Regions from separate parts of the Pan troglodytes genome. Here regions 2, 3 and 4 are each linked to region 1. The links are chromatin contacts, called in public HiChIP or PLAC-seq maps. All regions are on one chromosome and are shown on one strand. Each heading gives the region's core, a stretch centred on a gene start, on an enhancer-like site or on the middle of the called end of the contact. The rest is flanking DNA. Distances are from core to core; before and after follow the strand shown.

The links. HiChIP or PLAC-seq counts read pairs in DNA pulled down with a chosen protein or histone mark.
Region 2: a contact with region 1 is called in an H3K4me3 HiChIP or PLAC-seq map of stem cell-derived excitatory neurons, with 4 times the contacts expected there. The contact joins the promoter of ZNF460 here to the promoter of ZNF329 in region 1. A contact is called at or near these places in 1 of 7 Hi-C or Micro-C datasets (stem cell-derived neural progenitor cells) and 1 of 1 datasets of contacts at active chromatin or transcription factors (stem cell-derived excitatory neurons).
Region 3: a contact with region 1 is called in an H3K4me3 HiChIP or PLAC-seq map of stem cell-derived excitatory neurons, with 5 times the contacts expected there. The contact joins the promoter of ZNF548 here to the promoter of ZNF329 in region 1.
Region 4: a contact with region 1 is called in an H3K4me3 HiChIP or PLAC-seq map of stem cell-derived excitatory neurons, with 12 times the contacts expected there. The contact joins the promoter of ZNF17 here to the promoter of ZNF329 in region 1. A contact is called at or near these places in 2 of 7 Hi-C or Micro-C datasets (blood and stem cell-derived neural progenitor cells) and 1 of 1 datasets of contacts at active chromatin or transcription factors (stem cell-derived excitatory neurons).

The regions. Positions count from the first base shown.
Region 1 is chr20:61,091,190-61,094,698 of NHGRI_mPanTro3-v2.0_pri, reverse strand. ZNF329 (zinc finger protein 329) reads left to right here and starts at 1,606. Exons shown (of 4, transcript XR_010153990.1): 1 at 1,606-2,288. It overlaps ZNF274 (zinc finger protein 274), which reads right to left and starts at 820. Exons shown (of 5, transcript XM_009436586.5): 1 at 761-820.
Region 2 is chr20:60,218,117-60,221,625 of NHGRI_mPanTro3-v2.0_pri, reverse strand. ZNF460 (zinc finger protein 460) reads right to left here and starts at 1,662. Exons shown (of 3, transcript XM_003316698.7): 1 at 758-1,662. The coding sequence starts at 787.
Region 3 is chr20:60,328,171-60,331,679 of NHGRI_mPanTro3-v2.0_pri, reverse strand. It overlaps ZNF548 (zinc finger protein 548), which reads right to left and starts at 1,655. Exons shown (of 4, transcript XM_003316727.6): 1 at 1,359-1,655. The coding sequence starts at 1,373.
Region 4 is chr20:60,349,353-60,352,861 of NHGRI_mPanTro3-v2.0_pri, reverse strand. ZNF17 (zinc finger protein 17) reads right to left here and starts at 1,857. Exons shown (of 4, transcript XM_063802299.1): 1 at 1,333-1,857.

The sequences.
Region 1 (3,509 bases), core at 357-2,856:
AGAAATGAAATCTTTTGACTCAGTTTATGTAACTAGAAAGCATATGTGCTAATAAGCAGATGCTAATTGGCTTGAATCCATTAGTCACTCATTTTTATTTTTTTATTGTGAGACAGGGTCTCACTGTGTCACCTGGGCTGAAGTGCAATCACAGCTCACTGCAGGCTTGATCTCCTGTGCTCCAGTGATTCTCCTGCCTCAGCCTCTCAAAGTGTGAGATTACAAGCATGAGCCTCCACGGCTGGCCCATAGTCACTCAATCTCCTGTTTAATTACTATCGAAATAAATGCAATAATGGATACTTGGATCAAGCACATATTGTCGAATATTAATTATCTAACCCAGGGGCTGGGTACGTGGGTGTTCACACAATTTTTTTTTTTCTTGTGAGACAGGGTCTCGCTCTGTCGTCCAGGCTGGAGTGCAGTGGTACAATCATTCCTCAACATCCCGGGGCTCAAGGGATCCTCCCGCCTCAGACTCCTGAGTAGCTGGGACTACAGGCGCGCGCCACGAAGCCCGGTTAATTTTTAAAATTTTTTTGTAGAGACGAGTTCTCACTATGTTGCCCAGACTGGTCTCAAACTCCTGAGCGCAAGCGACCCTCCCTCCCCAGCCTCCCAAAGTGCAGAAAGTACAGGCGTGAGCCACTGTGCCAGGCCCACACAATCATTTCAAATTTTCTGCATGTTTGAAAATGTTCTTAATAAAATTTGGGGGTAAGGTACATGCAATATTTATCAATTTTGCAGTTCTTACCTCTTTGGCTGAGGGAATTGCTTGCTCCTCAGAGACTCTTTCTCTTTTCTTCCTTCCTTCCTCCCTTCCTCTCTCTCTTTCTCCCTTTCTTTTGAGACTGAGTTTCGCTCTTGTTGCCCAGGCTGGAGTGCAATGGCACGATCTAGGCTCACCGCAACCTCCGCCTCCCGGGTTCAAGCGATTCTCTTGCCTCAGCCTTCCTGAGTAGCTGGGATTACAGGTGCCCGCCACCACACCCGGCTAATTTTTTGTATTTTTAGTAGACGGGGTTTCACCATGTTGGCCAGGCTAGCCTTGAACTCCTGACCTCAGGGGATCCGCCCACCTCGGCCTCCCAAAGCGCTAGGATTACAGGCGTGAGCCACTGCGCTCGGCCCTCCTCAGGGAGTTTCAAAACTAACTGTCACAAAGCCACTGGTTTTCTCTGTATTAATGAAAAACCTGGCAAGAACGCCCAGGATCCGAAAGTGAGCTTCAGTCTCAAGATAGCGACCGCCCTCCGGGCCAGCGTCGGGGCACTGAGGGGCCTCTGGAAAGTGAATCACAGGGAGCACCGCGGGGTTTCAGGATTTTGGCTGTCCGCTGCCCAAGGCTTGGCATCACGGGCGTCTTTCCCTCTCACGTTGGGGTCCCTTCAAGGTCGGCGCCAGGTATCCTCCCAGAAAACCTGCACACCGCAACGCCCAGGACCCCCACAGCCTCCCTGCTGCCGCTGGGGGGCGCCATCGTCGCGGCTAACGCAACCCGAGGGAGGAAGCGGTGGAGCGCCGCGCCGCGGGGTTTTCTGGGAGATGTAGGCGGTGGAAGCACACTCATGCGCAGCAACGGCGCCGCAGTGGGCGCTCATGCGCAGTGGAGGGTCCGGCGTCCGCCTTGGCGGGTGGGCGTGATGACCCGCACTCCCCAAGCCACTGCGGGATACAACGGGGCCAAGGGCTCTCAGGGGTGGCCGCGACCGGGGCGGCCCGGGACACGGCTGCGGGTTCCAGCCAACAGGCCCGGAGTCGCGGCCTCGGCTCCGCCGTGGGTGCACGGGCTAGGGCTGCGGGGACTCCTGTGGGCTCCGCGTCTGCGGCTGGCAGGAATGGGGATCGTCCCCAGATCCCGCCTTCTGGGCAGGGCCTCCGCTGCCTGCGATCCTGCCCACAGTCCAAGGATCCTCCTCGCCTCTCGCGGACTGCGGTGTCAGCCGCCCGAGCCGTTCCCCGGAGACCTGGCCAGGTGACGGCCCCCGACCTCCGCCTGGGGCGGGGGTGGGGGTGGTCTGCGAGTCCCCCTCACCCCCAGCAGACGTTCCCGAGCTCAGGAGGAAAAAAAGGACGAGGAAGGGGCTGCTTATGAGTGTGTCGGTGTTGATTTAGTAGTTGTGGAATGTGAGCCCTGGGGAAATAAGTGGAAGAGGCATGGACCGTGTGGCTCCACTGGGGCGTTCGCGAATGCCTCCTGGAGGAGGAGACCAACCAGAAAGAAGAGGCAGCGTCCAGCAACTGGACAAAGGCCAGAGGGCCTTTCTGGCAAGAGGACTGGGGTGAGCAGAAGCTGATCCGGCTCTTTATCCCTGGGCGCAAGTGCTGTGTGGCATAGGTCAGTGAAGGCCTGAAAGGGATGTTGAGCCAGCAGCAAAAGGCCTTGAGTGCCCCATTAAATAAGCTACAGCTGTGGCTGACGCCTGTAATCCCAGCACTTTGGGTGGCCCAAGCGGGCGGATTGCGTGAGCTCAGGGGTTGTAGACCAGCCTGGCCAACATGGTGAAACCCCGTCTCTACTAAAAATACAAAAATTAGCCGCGCGTGGTGGCACGTGCCTGTAATCCCTGCTACTTGGGAGGCTGAGACAGGAGAATCGCTTGAACCGGGGATGCAGAGTTTGGAGGCTGCAGTGAGCTGAGATCACGCTACTGCACCCCAGCCTGGGCGATAGAGCAAGACTGTCTCAAAAAAAAAAAAAAAAAAATCACATATGTTGGCCAGGCAGGGTGGATCACGCCTGTAACGCCAGCACTTTGGGAGGCTGAGGATTACTTGAGCCCTGGAGTTTGAGAGCAGCCTGGGTAAAATAGTGAGACCCCATCTGTACTAAAAAAATTAGCCAGGCATGGTGGTGTACATCTGTAGTCCCAGCAACTGGGGAGGTCGAGTTGGGAGGATTGCTTGAGCCCAGGAGGTCAAGGCTGCAGTGGGCTATGATCATGCCACTGGACTACATCCTGGACAGCAAAGCAAGACCCCATTTCTAAGAGACAAAAAAAGTGCCATTTTGTAAATGACTTCTGGGATGCTTATCTTGATGTAGAAAGTCTCCTACCCCAAGAACAAACAGATAATTCCTGAACAGGGATTGGCAAACAATGGCCTCAGTGGGCCTTCTGTTTCTGTAAAGTTTTATTGGAATGCAGTCACACTTGTTTGTTTAGTATTATCTATGCTGCTATCTGGAAGAGTTGGGTAGTCATGGCAGAGACCTTATGGTCTGCAAAGCTGAAAATATTTATTATTGGGCTTTTCACAGAAAAAGATTGCCTACATGTGACCTACAAGAATATACACTTGTGGCCAGGCGCAGTGGCTCACGCCTGTCATCCCAGCACTTTGGGAGGCTGAGGTGGGTGGATCACCTGAGGTCAGGAGTTTGAGACCAGCCTGGCCAATAAGGTGAAACCCTGTCTCTACTAAAAATACAAAAATTAGCCGGGTGTGGTGGTGTGCGCATGTAATCCCAGCTACTCCGGAGGCTGAGGCAGGAGATTCAC
Region 2 (3,509 bases), core at 413-2,912, 870 kb after region 1:
GCGACAGAACAAGACTCCGTCTCAAAAAAAAAAAAAATTTCAGGGTTAAACGAACTGAGGGTTAAATAATACTCACCGATCAGCCCACAGCAAGGACTCAATGACAGTTAATATCATTCTTTGCAATTATTTTTCTTTGTTCCCATTACATCCTTGACAAACTCAAATCCACAAGCTTCTTTAATACCATCAGATTATCTACACAAAAATACCAGACTCTGGGCAAGGGTGTAAGGTGCCGCTTTAGCCGGAATTGCCAAAAAAGGCACCTCCAAATAGGTGACACCTGGACAGATGCCAAAAGGATGTGAAAGGGAGGCCCTGCAAAGTTACAGGGGCAGTGTTCGAAGTAAAAGGAAGTGCAAGGAGAAAGCCTGGCAAATGGAAGAAGACCGCACGGTCAGGTTGGTGGCTCTGAAGAGCAAAGGACCAGGGAAAAATGCAAACAGACAAGGTCAGGGGTGGTTGGCCAGGTGGATGGGGTACGGGCTGGCAGGCAACAGAGAAGGTTGGATTTAGGGGAAGTGTGATGAGATCCCTAGAAGGAAGCATCACTCCTTCAACCACGGTCTGAACACCTATCAGAGGCCAACACTGTTGCAGGACTGCGGATAAAGGAAATGACAAGCCACGGCCATTTCTCTTAAATAAACGATGGCGACAAAGAAAAATCCTGTGGCTGTCTTGGCTTCCAGCCTGCCCACGAGGCCTCTAGAAATAGCACAGCAGCAACAAGGCCGAAACCTCGTCCACTCACCTGCGCCGGAGCCATCCACGCCGCCGCCATCCCGGGAATGCCGCGGATCAGCCGACCACGGCCCTTCTCTGTCCTGGGCGGGGCGACCTCGGCTGACTTTCGCACTCCGAGCCTCAGTTTTCCCCCGAAAAAAATGCGCACAAGGCCCAAGGCGCAGCGTCGGGGCTGAGGAGACGGAGGGCGGCTGCGGAGGCCTAGGCCTCGGCGGGCGCCGGTGGGACACCTCGTTAGGGGAGAAGCGGGGCGTCAGGCTCCCGCCAAGACGCGAAGAAGGGGCGTAACCGCTTCACTACCCGTCCCTGCTCAGGCCGCAGAACGCGCCCACCCAGCGCTCTAGGCCCCACACTGTTTCAGGGCCAAACCGGCCCACGGAGATGACGTCACACGAAGAAGCGGAAGTCCCGCCTCCGCCGCCCTGGCCGGCAGAAAACTCTCCTGTCCTGGGTCGTCAATGGCCCAGAGTCCGCGGCCGACGCAAGGGGCAGTGCCTTCTGGGTAATGCAGTTTTTCCCTTACATCTACCGGGTGTGGGAACTCACCCAGCGCATCCGACTGCACGTAAGTGCGCACCAGAACCCCCGCGTCGTCTTAGGGCCACCGCTTTAGTATAGGCACAAGTCGGAGGGTCGAAAGGTGCCTTCTAGCTCAGGAAAATCGAGGTCAGGAGGCGGGGATATTCGCCCCGATTCAGACCCCGAACAAAGGTGCTTACCCTGCTGTGGGCTGGGCCCGCGACTTCTCGCTTGCTTTGCCTCTTTTCTGGATCTTTTCATAGAAGAAAAGGATACATGAGCAGTTAAAATAGCCACCCAAAGGAGGACGCCTGACAGTGTGCCCAGCCTGCTGGGAAAGGACAGACCGCCCTCTATTGGGCCTCCTTTGGCCGGGCCCAGCCTTCGTAGGATGCAGGGACTTCCGGGTGATGTAATAGGCTTCGCGTTCGCCACGTGTGGACTTCCCGTACCCTGAGGTGGGGAGGCCGCTAGTGGAGCAGGCTTGCAGGGAAGCCCAGTACTCCCATTTCAAGCATGATCAGTTTGAAACGTCAGTAAGACCACAAAGCATAGTGCCATATACTCAACCTATGATTCAACATTGGCAGAGGATTCGAGTGTGGATATATAAATTTGGGAGTTATTACTGTAAACTGTTACTTCAAGTCATGATATTGGGTGAGGCTATGAAAAGAATGAGCGTAGATGGATAAGTGACGGGAAAGAGGGGAACCCTGGTCCAACCCAGCATTAACTGGTTGCAGACAGGAGAGTTTATAAAGTCTTGTTAGGAATTTTAACAATCCTAGACTATGCAAAGATTATATTATGCGAAGTCTTAGGAGTCCCCATCAGGAACTTTTTTTTTTTTCTTTTCATGACTATGAAAGTGAGAGAATAAAGTCCAGCTTTCAATGGTTTGACGATATATATGGTTAAGGAAATAGAAAGGTGTGCAGAAAGTACTCTCCAAGAGATTTAATTTTGAGATTGAAAATAGTCAAGGAGTGGAGATGGAGTCAATTTCCTACACGATGCGGTACTTTTGGAGAAATATTTTTGGCTAAATTAGTGTGCAAGGAACACTGTTATTCATCATTGGCAATAGTAATTTTTGAAAATTGATAAAGACATCATTCTCTTTTTCACATATTTGTGACTCTTAAATTTTTTTTTTTTTTTGAGATGGAGTTTCACTCTTGTTGCCCAGGCTGGAGAGCAGTGGCACAGTCTCCACTCACTGCAACCTCCGCCTCCCGGGTTCAAGCGATTCTCCTGCCTCAGCCTCCTGAGTAGCTGGGATTACAGGTGTGCGCCACCATGCCTGGCTAATTTTGTATTTTTAGTAGAGACAGGGTTTTTCCATGTTGTTCAGGCTGGTCTCAAACTCCCGACCTCAGGTGATCCACCCGCCTCGGCCTCCCAAATTGCTAGGATTACAGACGTGAGCCACCCACTCTGGCCAGACTCTTATAATTAAATTTAAATGGTTTTTTCAGAGGCATATGAACCAGAGCAACTCTATCTTAAATAGGAGCTGGGTAAAATGAAGCTAAAACCTACTAGGCTGCATTCCCAGACAGTTAAGGCATTCTGAGTCACAGGATGAGATAGGAGGTCAGCACAAAATACGGATCATAAAGACCTTGCTGATAAAACAGGTTGCAGTAAAGGAGCTGGCCAAAACCACCAAAACCAAAATGGTGACAAGAGTGACCTCTGGTCGTCCTCACTGCTACACTCCCACCAGTGCCACGACAGTTTACAAATGTCATGGCAATGTCAGGGAGTTACCCTATGTGGTCTGAAAAGGGGAGGCATGAATAATCCACCCCTTGTTTAGCAAGTCACTAAGAAATAACCATAAACATGGGCACCCAGCAGCCCTTGGGGCTGCTCTGTCTATGGAGTAGCCATTCTTTATTCCTTTACTTTCTTGATAAACTTGCTTTCACTTGCACTGTGGACTCGCCCTGAATTATTTCTTGTGCGAGATCCAAGAACCCTCTCTTGGGATATGGATTGGGACCCCTTTCCTGTAACACATTCCTGGCCACTACAGAAGAGACTATACTGCAGGAACCCCTGACCCAAAGGCTAACTTTGGGTAAGTGGTGGGGTCGGGTAACACTTTTCTCGCAAACCACAAAAGGGACAATGCTGAGGAGACCCCCCTGACTCAAAGGAAATAGACTGCAGCACTGATTGGATGACTTTGGGTAAGTGGTGGGGTACCCAGGTAAAGAATGGGATTGGGA
Region 3 (3,509 bases), core at 406-2,905, 760 kb after region 1:
CCAAAGGAAAATAAATCATTACATAAAAAAAAAAACATGTATTTTTATCACAGCACTATTCACAATAGCAAAGACAGGGAATTAACCTAACTGTCCATCAATGTATGACTGGGTAAAGAAAATGTGGCATATATATACACAAGGTAATACCACTAGGCCACACACACACAAAAAAGCATGAAACTATGTCTTTTACAACAATGTGGATGGAACTGGAGGCCATTATTAAATGAAACAACTCAGAAACAGAAAGTCAAATACCAAATGTTCTCACTTACAAGTGGAAGCTAAATAATGTGTACACATGGACAAAGAGTGTGGAATGACAAACATTGGAGACTCCAAACAGGTAGAAGGATGAGACGAAGATGAGTGATGAAAAATTACTTAATGGATACAATGTACATTATTCAGGCGATGGATACATTAAAAGCCCAGACTTCACCACTGTGCAAATATATCCATATAACAAAACTGCACTTGACTCCTTAAATTTATGCAAACAAACAAACAAAAAAAACCCGAGACCGACCTACTCAATCTGATCCTCAGACCATTCTCTGGCCCAGTCCAAGCCCTCCATCCGTCTGGTATCGCTAACCCAATCCCCTTCCTCAGACTCCACACCTTTATGTCCACCTGTCTGTGTGACATATCCATCTTGAGACATTTGAGAATCACCATGTCCAAAATCCAACCTGTGATCTTCTCCCGGAAATCTGCTCTTTATGCTGACTTCCCCAACTCCATTCTTTCAAATATTCAAACAGAAAACAAAAAACAAAACAAATACTTGAAACGGTTCTTCACTGCCTTTGTTCAGACATAACTGAAGCACCAGGAAAACCTACGGGCCCTATCTTTCAGGCCTATGAAGAATCTCATCACATCTCCCTCTACTGTCACTGGTCCAGCCCCAACCATAATTCTCCTGGGTCTACTGCAGTGGCCTCAGGGCCTTTTCGCGTCTCCCTGTGTCCATTCCTAACCTGGTTTTCCTAACTTGAAACTTCGAACTCTGGACCTGCCCCCTCCAACTGTCCCTCCCTTGACAACCTTCCATGGTTACTGGCTGCTCAGGTTGCCATTCCAAGCGAGAATTCACAAAACCCTCTCTTTCCCGCAGAAACAACACACACCCCTGACGCCCCAACATAGCCCACTCGGCAGCGCCTCCATGCCCTGAACCTGAGGTCCCTAACGGGAGCTCTGAGGCTGCATCAAATCGGCTGATACGGGGACCCCACACAGGAACGCCCCTCTCTTCGGGACAAGGGGCCTGACCTGCAGGGCCCCTTCAGGGGGCTTCAGCACTGGGAGGACCGGTCGGGCGGGGGAGCCTGGGACGGGACACCCACCTCAGTCAGGTTCATCAGCAAGGCCTCCGCCAGCCCAGCCAGGGAAGAGCGGGGCGGGGGCGACAAAGGCAAGACAAGGACGCCACTGTCCCCAGCGCTTGTCAGTTGACTCACTCCCGCCTCTCCGTGGTGGGAACCAAGCCGCTTCTCGCGCTTTTCCGTTCCGTCACTTCGGTGACGTCAGACAGAGCCATAGGCCGAAGTTGGTGAAACACCAGACAGAACCAAAACGACCACCACCAGGAGGACGGCGGAAGTCCCGCCCTCCGACGGTGCGCACGCACGCACGCAAACGTCCCCTTCTAAGCCTTTATTGGGTAAGTCGTGCCGCCGAGAGCTGCAGTGTCTTCTGGGTTATGAAGTTTCGACACCGCTTCCGGACTTGTCTTAGAGCGTTGATCGGTCCTTATATGGCAGATAAAGGCCCAGTGGCACTGTCAGGGGAGCTGGGAAACGGAGTCCCCGACTCCAAAGACAGGAGGGGGCTTGGCTTGCTCTTAAAGGCAACATACGGTATTTTTTTTGGATTGTAGTGTAGGATATTTACAGAAATGTTAGCAACTTATTACTTAAGACTCTATTAAGCACAGCTAATTCCCAATAACTACACGTCCAAAGAGACACCCCATACCATAAAGGCAGTCTGCCTCTACTCATGCCTGCCAGCCATATTATTGCTTTTCAAATACACATACAGTTACGCTTTGGCGTCTGTTTAGTAAGCTTCAATATGTTTGGTCCAGAAGAAGAAAGAAAGACTACGCAGTTAGGGCTATGGACTGGAATTTGTAGGAAGGATGACAGAAGACACTGAAGTAGGTTGAAAGGGTGAAGCTATGCCTCTGGATCAAAGAGAATACATCTTACCTGACTGTAGAGTCAGCGATTGTGTTCCTACGAAGGGTGCAACGCTTTTATTCTAATAATACTTACTACTTCATATCTATTTTCCATTTATTTTAAGAATCACAATCCTATCTGAAAATGAGAGTGACGACCAAAATGAATGATTGAGGCATAAGTCACAAATCATGGAGGATTACTGGACCAGCCTAAGGGCACATCCAGAAAAATGTAAGTCACAGAAGCATCTGTGGCTGGTTTTTCCAAAGAGGTTCTTAGGAGGTTTAGTATTTATTATACATTTTCCTTAAAAAGGAAGAGGGGTTGGCAGTGAGACAAATGATTACAGACATGTGAAACTTTAGTTAGTGCCCAGTAAATCTACATTTTACATAAGATAGAGTAAACACATGAGGGGAAAAGGGAATAGAGAAAAAAGATGTCTCAGAGAAAGATGAAGGAATGAATAATCTCATCTCTCTGTTCTGTACCTTGGAAGATAAGCTAGTAGTCTTCTTAAAAGGTTGATTTCTATTTAGCCCTTAGGGAAGAAAACCTAATGATTGTAGTGTGGTAGGGGATATAATGAGGTGTGTCTGATTTCCCGTTCCTCTATAGTGGTGAATTCAGCTTCCAAAGTTATTCTAGGGTTCTCATGGTCAAGAGGGCATCCATTCAGTCAGTTAGGGGGTGCTTAGAATTTTATTTTTATTTCTCAAGAGCAGCTGATACATGCTATTTCTGAACAACATTGTCTACCGTTTTCATAGTTGAAGCATATCACATCTTATCCTCAAAAAAGGTGTGGAATTCCATGATGCTATCTTCTTCCTCAGAAGTGATTTAAAATTTCACCTGTGTTTACAACTGTATTTGCACAGGGAGTCGAAATGTGAAAAACACTTGTGAAATAAAAAAATTACCGAAATCTATTAGTAATTATGTAGGTTATTCCAAAAGAAAAAAAAAAACAGAAGCCCTAGAGAAATCGATCTGTGATGTGAGAAAAAGATAAGATCTCAATGTTTGAGTGAGAGACAGCAAATTCTGAGAAGTCAGAGAATGAAGTTGAACCTGTGGCTCTGCTGGACACTTGGACACACTATGCTTTTGTTTCCAAAATGTAATTTTTTTACACACTTGAAAACATTGCTCATTAACTCCTTAGAGGGGTAAGTACAGATGATAAACTGAAAGACTTGCCACAGATAAAAATGAATAGAGAAGCTGTGTGATGATGTGTATTTACTTCTCTAGTAAATGTTCAATGAGCACATATGTATTGGGTTTCAGATCAATGATAGGTGC
Region 4 (3,509 bases), core at 608-3,107, 740 kb after region 1:
TCGGCCGGGCGCGGTGGCTCATGCCTGTAATCCCAGTACTTTGGGAGGCTGAGGCGGGCAGATCATGAGGTCAGGAGATAGAGACCATACTAGCTAACACGGTCTCTGTCTCTACTAAAAATACAAACAATTAGCCGGGCGTGGTGGCGGGCACTTGTAGTCCCAGCTACTCGGGAGGCTGAGGCAGGAGAATTGCTTGAACCCGGGAGGCGGAGCTTGCAGTGAGCCGAGATCGCGCCACTGCACTCCAACCTGGGCGATGGAGCGAGACTCTGTCTCAAAAAAAAAAATGTTTTACACATTCATAAATAAATAAGTTGCAGGGAGGGGATAAGCAAGCAGGTCAGTTACTGGTCCCATCAGCAACCAGGCCTGCCTGCTACAAATTCAGTTGCTGGAAGCTTGCTGGAGGCCCTTGACTAGATGTGAGAAAGCCCTACCCCCGTCTGGAACCAATGTCCCCACTAGTCTGGATGACCTTCCTATTGTTCCACAGAGTGGGCCTGGGGGGCTGCTGGGTCTGCAGGTGCAGAAATCTAAACCACCTCACACCTCAGTCTCCAGCCTAGGCCAGTTCCTTAATCCATTCAGAACTCCGTTTTTGCAGATATGAGCCAGAATCCCTCCTATGACAGGTCTGCGCCTTTCTGAAGGTAGCGTCAGGCTTATGGACCCACCCATGATCTGCCCTCCAAATCTCAGCCCTCCAAAATGCAACTCATAATCCTCTCTGAAACCTGCTCCCTAAGCTGACTTCTCCAACTCCATTCTTTCAGATTTTCAGGCCAAAACAAAATCCATGGAATAGACCCTTCACTACCCTCACTGCTACATTTGATGCAGCAGGAAATCCTGTCGACTCTATCTCTGAGATCCATCCAGAATCTCATCACACTTCCCCTCTACTGCAACCCCTCTGGCCCATCCCTACCATAACTCAAGGGGTCTCCTGAGCGGTCCCCTTGTCCTGGTTTAACATCCTGTTTTTCCCAACTTTAAACGTCTACCTCTGGGCATAACCCTTCCTGCACAGCCTTCTACGGCTTTCAGCGGCTCCGCTGCCCTCCCAGGCGAGACTCCGCCTCACCCTCAGCTCCGTGGAGACAAAGACGCTCGGGCTCCCCAGCGCCGCCCGCTCTGCAGCGCCTCTAAGCCTCGCACGTGCAGGTCCCTGACAGGAGCTCCCCCGCCTCACAGCACCGCGGACACCGGTACCCCACACAAGAACGCCCCTCTCTTTGGGACACAGGGGCCTGACCTGCAGGGCCCCTCCTCGGGGCTTCGGCACTCGGAGGAGGGGTCGGGCGGGGCGCCCTGGGACGCGGCACCCACCTCAGTCAGGTTCATCGGCGCAGCCTCCGCCAGCACAGCCAGGGAAGAGCGGGGCGGGAGCGGCAGTGACCTGGACGCTGACAGAGGCACCAACGCCTGCAACCGATTCAGCCGAGCCTCACTCTAGCCTCTGTACAACGGGGAAACCTTTTCTCGCGTTTTTCCGCTTTTTCACCTCAGTCTCGACTCAGTCTGAAGGCGAACAGATCCCAACGCAGCCATATTGACAACCCCATGGGCGTTGCAGGAAGTCCCGCCCACACGCATTGCGAACCCACGTAGACGCCGCTCTGCTAGGCCTTCATTGGCTACACTCGCTGCTTGTGTCCGCCGCTGTGTCTTTTGGGTAATGTAGTTCCCGGGCCGCTGCCTGCCCCGCTTATGAACTTAAGTAACTCGCGTTCAGGATGAAAGCCAGGAGGATCCTCCTGAGGCGTTGAGAAATGCAGTTGCGGGGCTCCAAGGACGTGGAGGGGCTTCATTGGCTTTTAAACGGCAAGCATCCAGATTTTCCCGGAAGGCAGTCTAGAACAAGTCAGAGAAATGTTTCAGAGACCTGTCCTTTCAGATTCTGTAAAGCACAGCAAGTTCCCAAAGGACGAACATCCGAAGGAACATGGCCAACCATAAAGAACTGGTCTTCCACGCACAGCGGTCAGCTCTTTTGTGCTTGCCAAATACACACAGAACGAAGCTCTGGAGACTGTTTTATGATCTTCAATGTGCTCTGCTGGGCGCATTGAAAAGACCCAGACATGGCATGATGGGGAGTTTGAGGAGTAATATCTTTCCTTTTTGAATAATCAGTTATTGTCTTTCAGCCTACCCAGCAACACTTTATTCACATGATACTTATTACTTTATATCTGAGATATTTTCCACTTATTTTAAGAGACTGAAACCTAACTGAAAAGGAAAAGCGACTTATCTACCATTATCTGCCAGAATAGTGTGGCCTTCCACCAGTCAAAGCCCTTGTGCAAAGAAAGCATCTTACTCCTGAGATAAAGGTTTGGGAATGCATGATCTCATCTCATTAGTGGAAAGTGATTTATCATTTCGCCTGAAATTGTATCAACAGTGTCTGCACAGAGAGTTGAAATTGTCTCTGAATAACTCTTGTGAAATGGCTATTACTGAAACTATTAATGATGATTATGTAGATATCCAAAGAAAGTGGCAAAAATAGTTATAGAGAAACATATTTGTGATAGGAGGAAAAAAGCTAAGGTTGTCCTGGAACCTTGGACACACTCAAGTTTGGTGTCCAAAATCTGATTCTTTTTCAAACTTGAAAACATTGTGCATTAACGGCTTGAAGGGAGAGGTAAAGACTATATATTAAAAGAGTTACCAGAAAAGTAAAACTGAATAGGGAAACTGTGCTGTCGTATTTATTACTCTAACATATTTGATGAACACTCATTCGATGCCAGGTACAATACTAAGTGCACGGGACACATTAGGAATAGGGTTGCTAGCTGTCTGTGGTCCTCTAAGACATGTAAGACGTATTTAATGAATTAGTCCTCAGTCCTGTATTGACCTTGTCAGGTCACTTTAAATGTCCTGTATTCAGCTTTTTACAATAAATTACAAAACCTCAGAAGTTAGAGCTATTTTTCTACCACTATAATTGTAAATTAAATCACTTAGCAGCTATGTTAGCTGAAAATCATACCCCCACAAATAAAGATATGGACATAGTCTTGTGATCTCTCCTGCAGAATTGGTGAGGGAAAAATAAAATGGAGCACTGAGATATTCAGTAAAGGAGAAGACTGGTTTTTGGCCAAAGTCTTGAAATTTAGTTTATCAAATTACAAAAAGAAGGAAGGAAGGAGAGAGAAAGAAGGAAACGAAAGGAAAAGAAAAAACCACCCAACTGAAGGTCTGGAAGAGTTAAAGCTGTTCAGTAGTGCCAGCTACATGGAAGCTAAGACGGGAGGATTACTTGAGTTCATAAGTTCAAAACCAGTTTGGGAAATATAGTGAGATCCCCGTCTCTGAAAAAATTGAAAATTAAAAACATGTTAATCATTTACCAACAATACATCCCTACCATCCTACAATTCTATTTCTAGATATTTACCAAGAGAAACTAAACAAACTTTTTTTTTCTTTTTTTGAGATAGAGTCTCTCCTCTGTCGCCCAGGCTGGAGTGCAATGGCACGAT